2 separate regions of the Mus musculus genome follow, and region 1 is linked to region 2. The links are chromatin contacts, called in public promoter capture Hi-C maps. All regions are on one chromosome and are shown on one strand. The core of a region is the stretch at or near the end of the contact, and the rest is flanking DNA. Distances in the headings are between cores, read along the strand shown. Region 1 overlaps Col23a1 (collagen, type XXIII, alpha 1). Region 2 holds the start of Prop1 (paired like homeodomain factor 1).

Region 1 (3,562 bases), core at 281-2,780, 480 kb after region 2:
AGTAATGCTTGCCTCTGGCATGAATGCACGGGCACTCCTTTAGGGGAGGCTTGTCTGACTTAGGTCCTCGAGGCAGCAGACAAGCATGGATTTACCTTAAACCTGAGCAGCTGAGGAGGAAGCTCCGTAGAGGGAGGCTCTAACAGCCATGCAACAGTAAGAAAGTCATTCAACGCTGCCAAGTGTCACTGTGTAAATGGACATCTCCACCTCTTGGTGCTTGACACTCTGGATTAGCTGCTAGTTAAGGAAGGTCTGAGGCCACGGCTCCATTCCTTCCTTCCCCTACCGACTGAGTCTCTGCAAGCTCCGGCTTGCCTCTCTGATAAGGAGGGAGTGTCTTCCATTTGAGGTGAGCGTTAATCCTGTAATGCTGGTCACCAGACAGCTTAGCGATCCCCATGGCAGGCCCATTTTTTTCAGCAGCCATCACTGAACCTCGGTTTCCTTGTGGGTATCATGATGCTGTGTTTGGGAAACTTAATCCTAAGCAAGTGTTGGGAGATGGGACTTAGAAATGATGGTGACTGGAGTTAATACTTCCATGAGTAAATTAACATCCTTGTCACAGAGTGACTCCTAGAAGAGCAAGTTCCATCTCTATTGCTCTCTCTCTATCTATCTATCTATCTATCTCTCGTTTTCTCAAAGAAAAACATGTTGTGGGGGCAGGCAAGATGGCCCAGCCTCTAGAACTCAACCAATCTCCTGTCTCTACAAAGTGTCCTGCCTCAGGTATTATGTTACAGCAACAGAACACAAATGGAGACACAAGAAGGAGAAAGTGTGCCAAGAATGGAGGTCAAAAGAAGACATCTGTTCAATATCATGTCTATAGTTACAGCTTTACATGATTACAATTATTTAATTGACAATAACCTTAAACAGCGAGCCTCCTACCTCCACCTCCCTAGTGCTGGGACTACAGGCATATGCCTCCATGCCAAGTTTCATGCAGGGCTGAGAGTCGAACCCAAGGCTCACTATATGCTAGGCAAACGCCGTACTAACAGAGCCGTGCTCCCAGCTCACAATTTAACTGTAAACACCATAGGCACTGCATCCTACAACTGTAATGACTTGTTTGGGTGCCTCTCTCCTGCAATTCACTAACTATACAGCTCCAGAACGAGGGATGGTTTGAGCTCTTTGGTGGTTTACCGTTAGCATTAGATGGAAACAGTCCATCCTTCCTATGCCTTCAGTAACCACAAGGAGAGTGATCCACGGCTGCTTCTAAGGGAGAATAGATGAAAAGCCAGAGGCGTGACAGTCTTGCTCCACCAGGCTCCTGGGAGCTGGGATTCAGGAACATGGTGACAATGTTGAATGATGTGATTCTCCAGTGGGTCACACTTGGCCACTGCCTGCCTCTGTCTGAGCCACCCACATAGCTGTGGCCTCTGAACCTTCGGTGCCTCAGTCCCCAGGGCCACAAGACTTCTCTGGCACAGATTCTGAGAGGAGGAGCAGAGAGAGGAAGGACAGGGTTGAGACTGAGTCATGGTACTTGAGAGAGAAGCTAACAATGGGACCTAGGGCTCTGTACGTGCTAGTAAGTGCTGCACCCCTGAACCATAAACCACCAAGACCTCCTAGCTTGGATCTCTTCCCAGTTGCCCAGGAACTCTGTTCTTAAGCATGCTGGCTCTTACCTGCTGTGAATCAGAAGGGCCCCTGCTTGGATGAGGTGGAGATTCCAGCTAAAGGACCCTGGGGTAGAGGAGGTACTTGGCTAGATATACCTCAGTTTTCCCAGCCAAGGCTGAGAAATGGTTCCACTATGGAACCGGTGGGTCCGTAGTATCAAATGTGTGTACTTTGGAATCCTGCTTAGGGCCAGGCCTAGGGACACACACCCGTCACCCCAGCACTCTTAGAAGGCTAAGGCAGGTCTTCAAGTTTGAGCCAAGTCTGGGCTACATAATGAAAAAGAGAGAAAAAGTGAGCGAACAGAACAATCTGTTTTTATAGCATTGGCAAGCTTGGAGGACCCCTAGAGAAAGTCTTTGTTTTACAGAAAGAGAAACTGAAACCTCAAGGCTCAGAGGGACGCAATGAGTCCAAGGTCTGTGGTGCTGATGGGGGAGTCATGGGGGACCAGCTGCTGTGCAGCCCCACCCCCACCATGTCTCTGCACAGCGTGTCCTCTGCTGACACCTGGATCCTGTTGGACCATTAACACAACCGTGTGGTTCCCCGGACACAGGGCAGCAGGATGGGGTCTGGGAAGATCATCTGTCTGGTGGTGTGTTTATTCCAAGCTGGGACTGTAATCACGGTCAAGTTCAGCTCCTCGTGCACACGCACAGCCTTGTATCCCTCACACCAGAACTCATTCTGGGAACCACAGCCAACACAGCCATAGGTAATTTATCAGTGTAATCACGATACAGGATACATTGAGAGGGACCTGTGTGGCCTCCGGACACTTTCCAAGACAGCTTCTTGATGCAGGAAACACATGATTGAGGCAGCGGCTGACTTGCTTCACAAACAAACTTTATATATAAACTTTATATTTGTGTATGTGTGTGTGTGTGTGTGTGTGTGTGTGTGTGTGTGTGTGTGTGTGTGTGTATGTGTGTAGTAAATACATGGGCCACTTTATAATTGTTGTTAGGCCACATGGACTGTATATAACTACAGGTGCTGTTGTTTTATTTTGTATTAAGTTTTTATTGGCATAAATGATATATGCATGATAGTGGGTTTCATTATAAAATATGTATACATGTCTATAATGTATTTTCATAATAGTCACCCCATTATCCTCCCACTGATCCCCTTTCTTTCCAACTACCCATCATGTCTTTTCTTTCTTCTTTCTTTCTTTTTTTAATAAACCAGGGAGTTTCGCTAGTGTAGCTTACAGGAGGAACATAGCTGAGGGCTTATTTATAGGACCATGGGCACCTCACCAAGTGGCTACGCCACTGATGAAACTGTCTCTTCCTCCCCCTGTCATTAACTACCTATAGCAGATACTTATACTAGAACGGGGTACACCTCACTCCTCACTGATACGCCCTTGCCTGGTCCAGTCCGCACTGTAGGTGTGCATACAATGGGAGCGTGGGAGGAATGGGTTTCAGACTAGTGTTTTAATTCCCACAGAGTCACTGAGCAAGAGGCATAGTTCAGCTCTGCCATCATCTGCTGGGACCATGATGTCACAGACAGCTCATCTGTGACAAACACCTTTGTGTGGTGTGTGACTGTAAATTAACCTCGAAGAGGCTGTGTGATGTGAGCTAGATCGCATAGCTAGAAGCACAGAATCTGGTTGGAAAGCTGGGTCCTTCCGGCTTCAAGCCCAGAGCCTCTACTCAGCAATCCTAAACGTTAGCTCTTCTCTTAAAAGAATAACATTTGTCTTTGGGAACTATGTTTATTAAGGCAGCCTACAGTGTGTCAAGAACAGAGAGTGTGATTGTTAGCTGGGCACATGCTTCAAAGCTAGTTTGCGTTATGCCGTGGGAACTGGGGATGGTGGCAGAGCCTCTCCTCCCCACTAATCCATTTAGTGAGGATGGGAGCAGGGGGACTGAGAGTCTTAAGC
Region 2 (3,451 bases), core at 20-2,519:
CACAGGACACACTTTGAGGGCGTACTCTTTGCTGTCTATCAATGACGTCTCTGGCTGCCACTCGCAGTTTTCATTTCCCAAGCACCTCCTTCATATGTCTCTCCTCCTCCACACGCCCCGTCTGCCCCACCCCCCCCAAGAGGATGAAGTGTTCCCCCTCCCCCTTACATGCAAACACATTCTCCACCCTGGGGTGAACTTCTTGACTTGATTCTTACCTCTGCCCTGGCCCTGCCACCAGCCTGCAGGAACTTGAGCTCGTGGGAAAGGCTTGCCTCTCTTCCCCAAAAGCTCCCTAAGCCCTCACATTAATTAGTCTAAGAGCCACCAGGGCAGAGAACAGAGAGGGAAGAGGAGACACCTGGGAAGGTGGGTGCCAAGGAAAGGAGGGGTCTGGTGTAGAGACACCTGTCCCCAGGGGAAACTAACGGTGTGGCTCCCCCCACCCCCCAACTAAGCACCCAGTGTCTTCAGACAGGCACTGCACTGCCCTCTAGGGAGGAAAACCCTATCCCTCCAGCTCCCTCGGAGGAGAAGGGACCTTGGGCAACCAGAAGGCTTCCGCTTTGCTGCTGCCCCAGTGCTGAGCCGGTGCCTTTCCACCACTCCCTCAGCCAGGGCCTCACTTCTCAACCTGTAAAGCGAAGGATTTCTGCTGTCTCACTTCCTAAGGTCCCCAAAGCTCCAATTCTGCTTTCCACCTGTCAACCTTCTGAAGTACAAACCATTCTCCAAAGCCAATGCGGACCCACGGACCCACGTCTGCTGCTCCCTCGGGGACCCAAGCCCATCCTGGGGATTCACTCACCTACCGTGGAGATCAGAGTCCCAGAGGCCACTCGTGGCTCAGGCAGGGATCGGCCACAGGCATGACCCTTCGTTTGCTTTTCCTGATGGCTCCTTCTTTGAGCTTCCATGGCTAGCCACCCAAACCAAAGATGGTCTAGCCTGCTGTCCTCTAGTCTGTGACTCCCCGAAGTCTTTCTCTGCTTCTGTCTATCTTGTCTTGTCTTCTGTTCTCTCTTCTCCCTGTTTCTACCTTCTACCTTTTTCTGAGTCTGTCCCTTGCTCTGTGTGTGTGTGTGTGTGTGTGTGTGTGTGTGTGTGTAGTATAGCTAGATATAGCTAGATACCTGTTTTCTCACAGTTTCCCCTTTTCCTAACCCTGCATCCTTCCTCTGAATTGACATCTCATTCTCTCTCTCTCTTGGCTTTGCCCAGTTTTCTCTCTGCCTCTACTTCCCGATGCTGCTCTGTTTTCTCTATTTACGTTCTCACGCTGCCTTTCTTTCTCCTTTAGTCTTGGAGAAGAGACCTCCTCCTGGCCCCATGAGCCTATCCAATCACTTCTTGGTCACCAGAGCCCCCTGGCTCGGGGGAGGATAACAAGTCAGATGAGAGAAGGTGCTCTGTCAGAGGGTCCAGGGGCTGAGGCCAAGAGCTCATATTCCCAGGGGACCAGATTCTTTTGTCCTGTTAAATCCCCCTTCTGGGAGCAGGCAGGGGACGGGGGGGGGGGAAGACATTCCTATTGAGACACCCCTCCTCTGAACCCCACTGTAGGGAGGGCGAGTGGAGAGGAGGACATGGGGTGGAAAGAAGGCATGACACCCCAGCATGTGAGTGAGCGATGCTCATACTACCCCCAGGAAACTCTGAGGGTGAAAAATCACAAGTGTATGCCAGTCCTCTTGGTCCTCTCGGATACCTTGGTAGCCCTAGGACAGTAGGACCCTCAGCACACACTGAAGCCCAAGAACCTTCAAGCACTACTAGGTGATCCCCACCCACACCCTCCATAAAACCCGGTATCAGATCCCACACCTGCTGGCCCCTCCCTGACCCAAGCCGATCCCCGATTCACTCAGCCTCACCAGCAAGCTTCCAGACCCCAGAGTTCCGAGTACACTCTGATTTCCTCATTATCACCTCCTCGCTCATTCAGAACCCTGAGGGTACCATGACATGGCAAGGTGACCTTGATCCTCCAGAGCATTTCAGTTCCAAGTGTATCCCGCCCAACTGAGACCTCAGGTCTCACCTTGAAGAGAATCCAGCTTCTCAGACTCTGCCATTCTGATTCTTCAAGGACACCCTGATACTTAGCTTCTCTGAGAGGTCAGGACAAGCTAGTGCCCCCAGCGCTGTCTCTTGAGGTGATTTTGACTATGGAAGTCTGTTCTTAGTATCCTTAGGATATCTTTCTTTTTTAAGGGCAAGCCAACAACTTAGAACAGACAGTAGGGTTTTCCAAGACACACTGAAACCGGGGGACTCTTTGACAACCAGGACTTTCCATCTCCACTATATGATTCCCACCCCTCCATAAAGTCCTTGCTTCTCAGGACACACACTAACCGATGACTCATGAGTCCCTTCATAACTTCACTGTCACCATAGGACAACCTGATCTCCAAGGTCAAACTAACTCCTCAAACACATCCCTTAAAACCATCAAGACTAGTCAAAACAGAATAACCATCAAGGTCCATTTGAAAGACTAATTAACTTGGTATTGTTAGAGTGTGTGTGTGTGTGTGTGTGTGTGTGTGTGTGTGTGCACATCTATAGGTGCCATGGTTCGTGCATGGAGGTCAGAGGAAGATTTGTGGGGAGTGGGTTCCCCCCAATATATGAGTCTCAGGGATCAAATTCATACCTTCTGGTTCAGCAACAAGTGACCTGACCCACTGAGCCATCTCATAGGTCCCAGGCCTCAGGGTCTTAATGCTCACAATATGATCCACAGAACAGCAGCACACAGGAGCTTGTTGGGGTCAGAATCTTGGACCTCACCTTCCTAGTGCATCAGAACCTGTGACCTTCCAAGATCCACAGCCGAACTGAGTGCACTTAGAACTGCAACCAGCACTCAGTCCCCATCTCCTGGTCTGCATCCCCTTACAGAGCTTCCTCACCCTCTTCAATGAGTGGAAGGAAACTTGTGGTTGAAAATACAAATCTTTACTCTCCTTGTTCCTCAGATATTTTGTAGAGAGGGAGGCTAAATTCCCATTGTCATTAATTTTTTAAGAAAATTACTTTAAAAAATGATTTGATCATATGAAGACTCTAATTAGAAATCAATCCAGCATATATCATATGGCTATAAAGTAGGTCTATAAAAAAAAAAACCCACAGGTGTCAACTCCAGGAGAAGGACATGTTTTACTAGGGCTGGAGTAATGGCCCAGCAGTTAAGAGCACTGGCTGCTCGTGCAGAAGGCTCAGGTTGGATCTCCAGCACCCACAAGGCAGCTGACAATCATCTATAACTCCAGTACCCGAGCATCCGATGCCTTCTTCTGAACCTACTGACCACCAGGGACACACATGGTGTACAGACATCCATGCAGGCCAGACACTCGTACACATACAGATTAAAAGAAAACAAATCTTAACACATGTTTTTTAATTTTAAGAAAGTATTTTCAAGGAAATTGCTAACTCA

Evidence for each region. Promoter capture Hi-C pulls out the DNA fragments that hold promoters and counts their contacts.
Region 1: a promoter capture Hi-C map of hippocampal neurons shows a contact between it and region 2, with 2.9 times the contacts expected there. The contact joins the enhancer-like site here to the promoter of Prop1 in region 2. A contact is called at or near these places in 10 of 39 promoter capture datasets (the 3T3-L1 cell line, the C10 cell line, the HPC-7 cell line and 4 more) and 1 of 15 datasets of contacts at CTCF or cohesin (pro-B cells).

What each region holds. Positions count from the first base shown.
Region 1 is chr11:51,430,056-51,433,617 of GRCm38.p6, forward strand. All of the region lies in intron 2 of Col23a1 (collagen, type XXIII, alpha 1), which reads left to right. Among named protein-coding and RNA genes, the nearest start is that of Col23a1, 140 kb to the left of the region's middle. Within about 2 kb of position 1,531, at least 18 of the 459 cell types and tissues checked have an H3K27ac peak or open chromatin away from gene starts, as enhancers often do.
Region 2 is chr11:50,952,488-50,955,938 of GRCm38.p6, forward strand. Prop1 (paired like homeodomain factor 1) reads right to left here and starts at 1,270. Exons shown (of 3, transcript NM_008936.2): 1 at 809-1,270. The coding sequence starts at 917.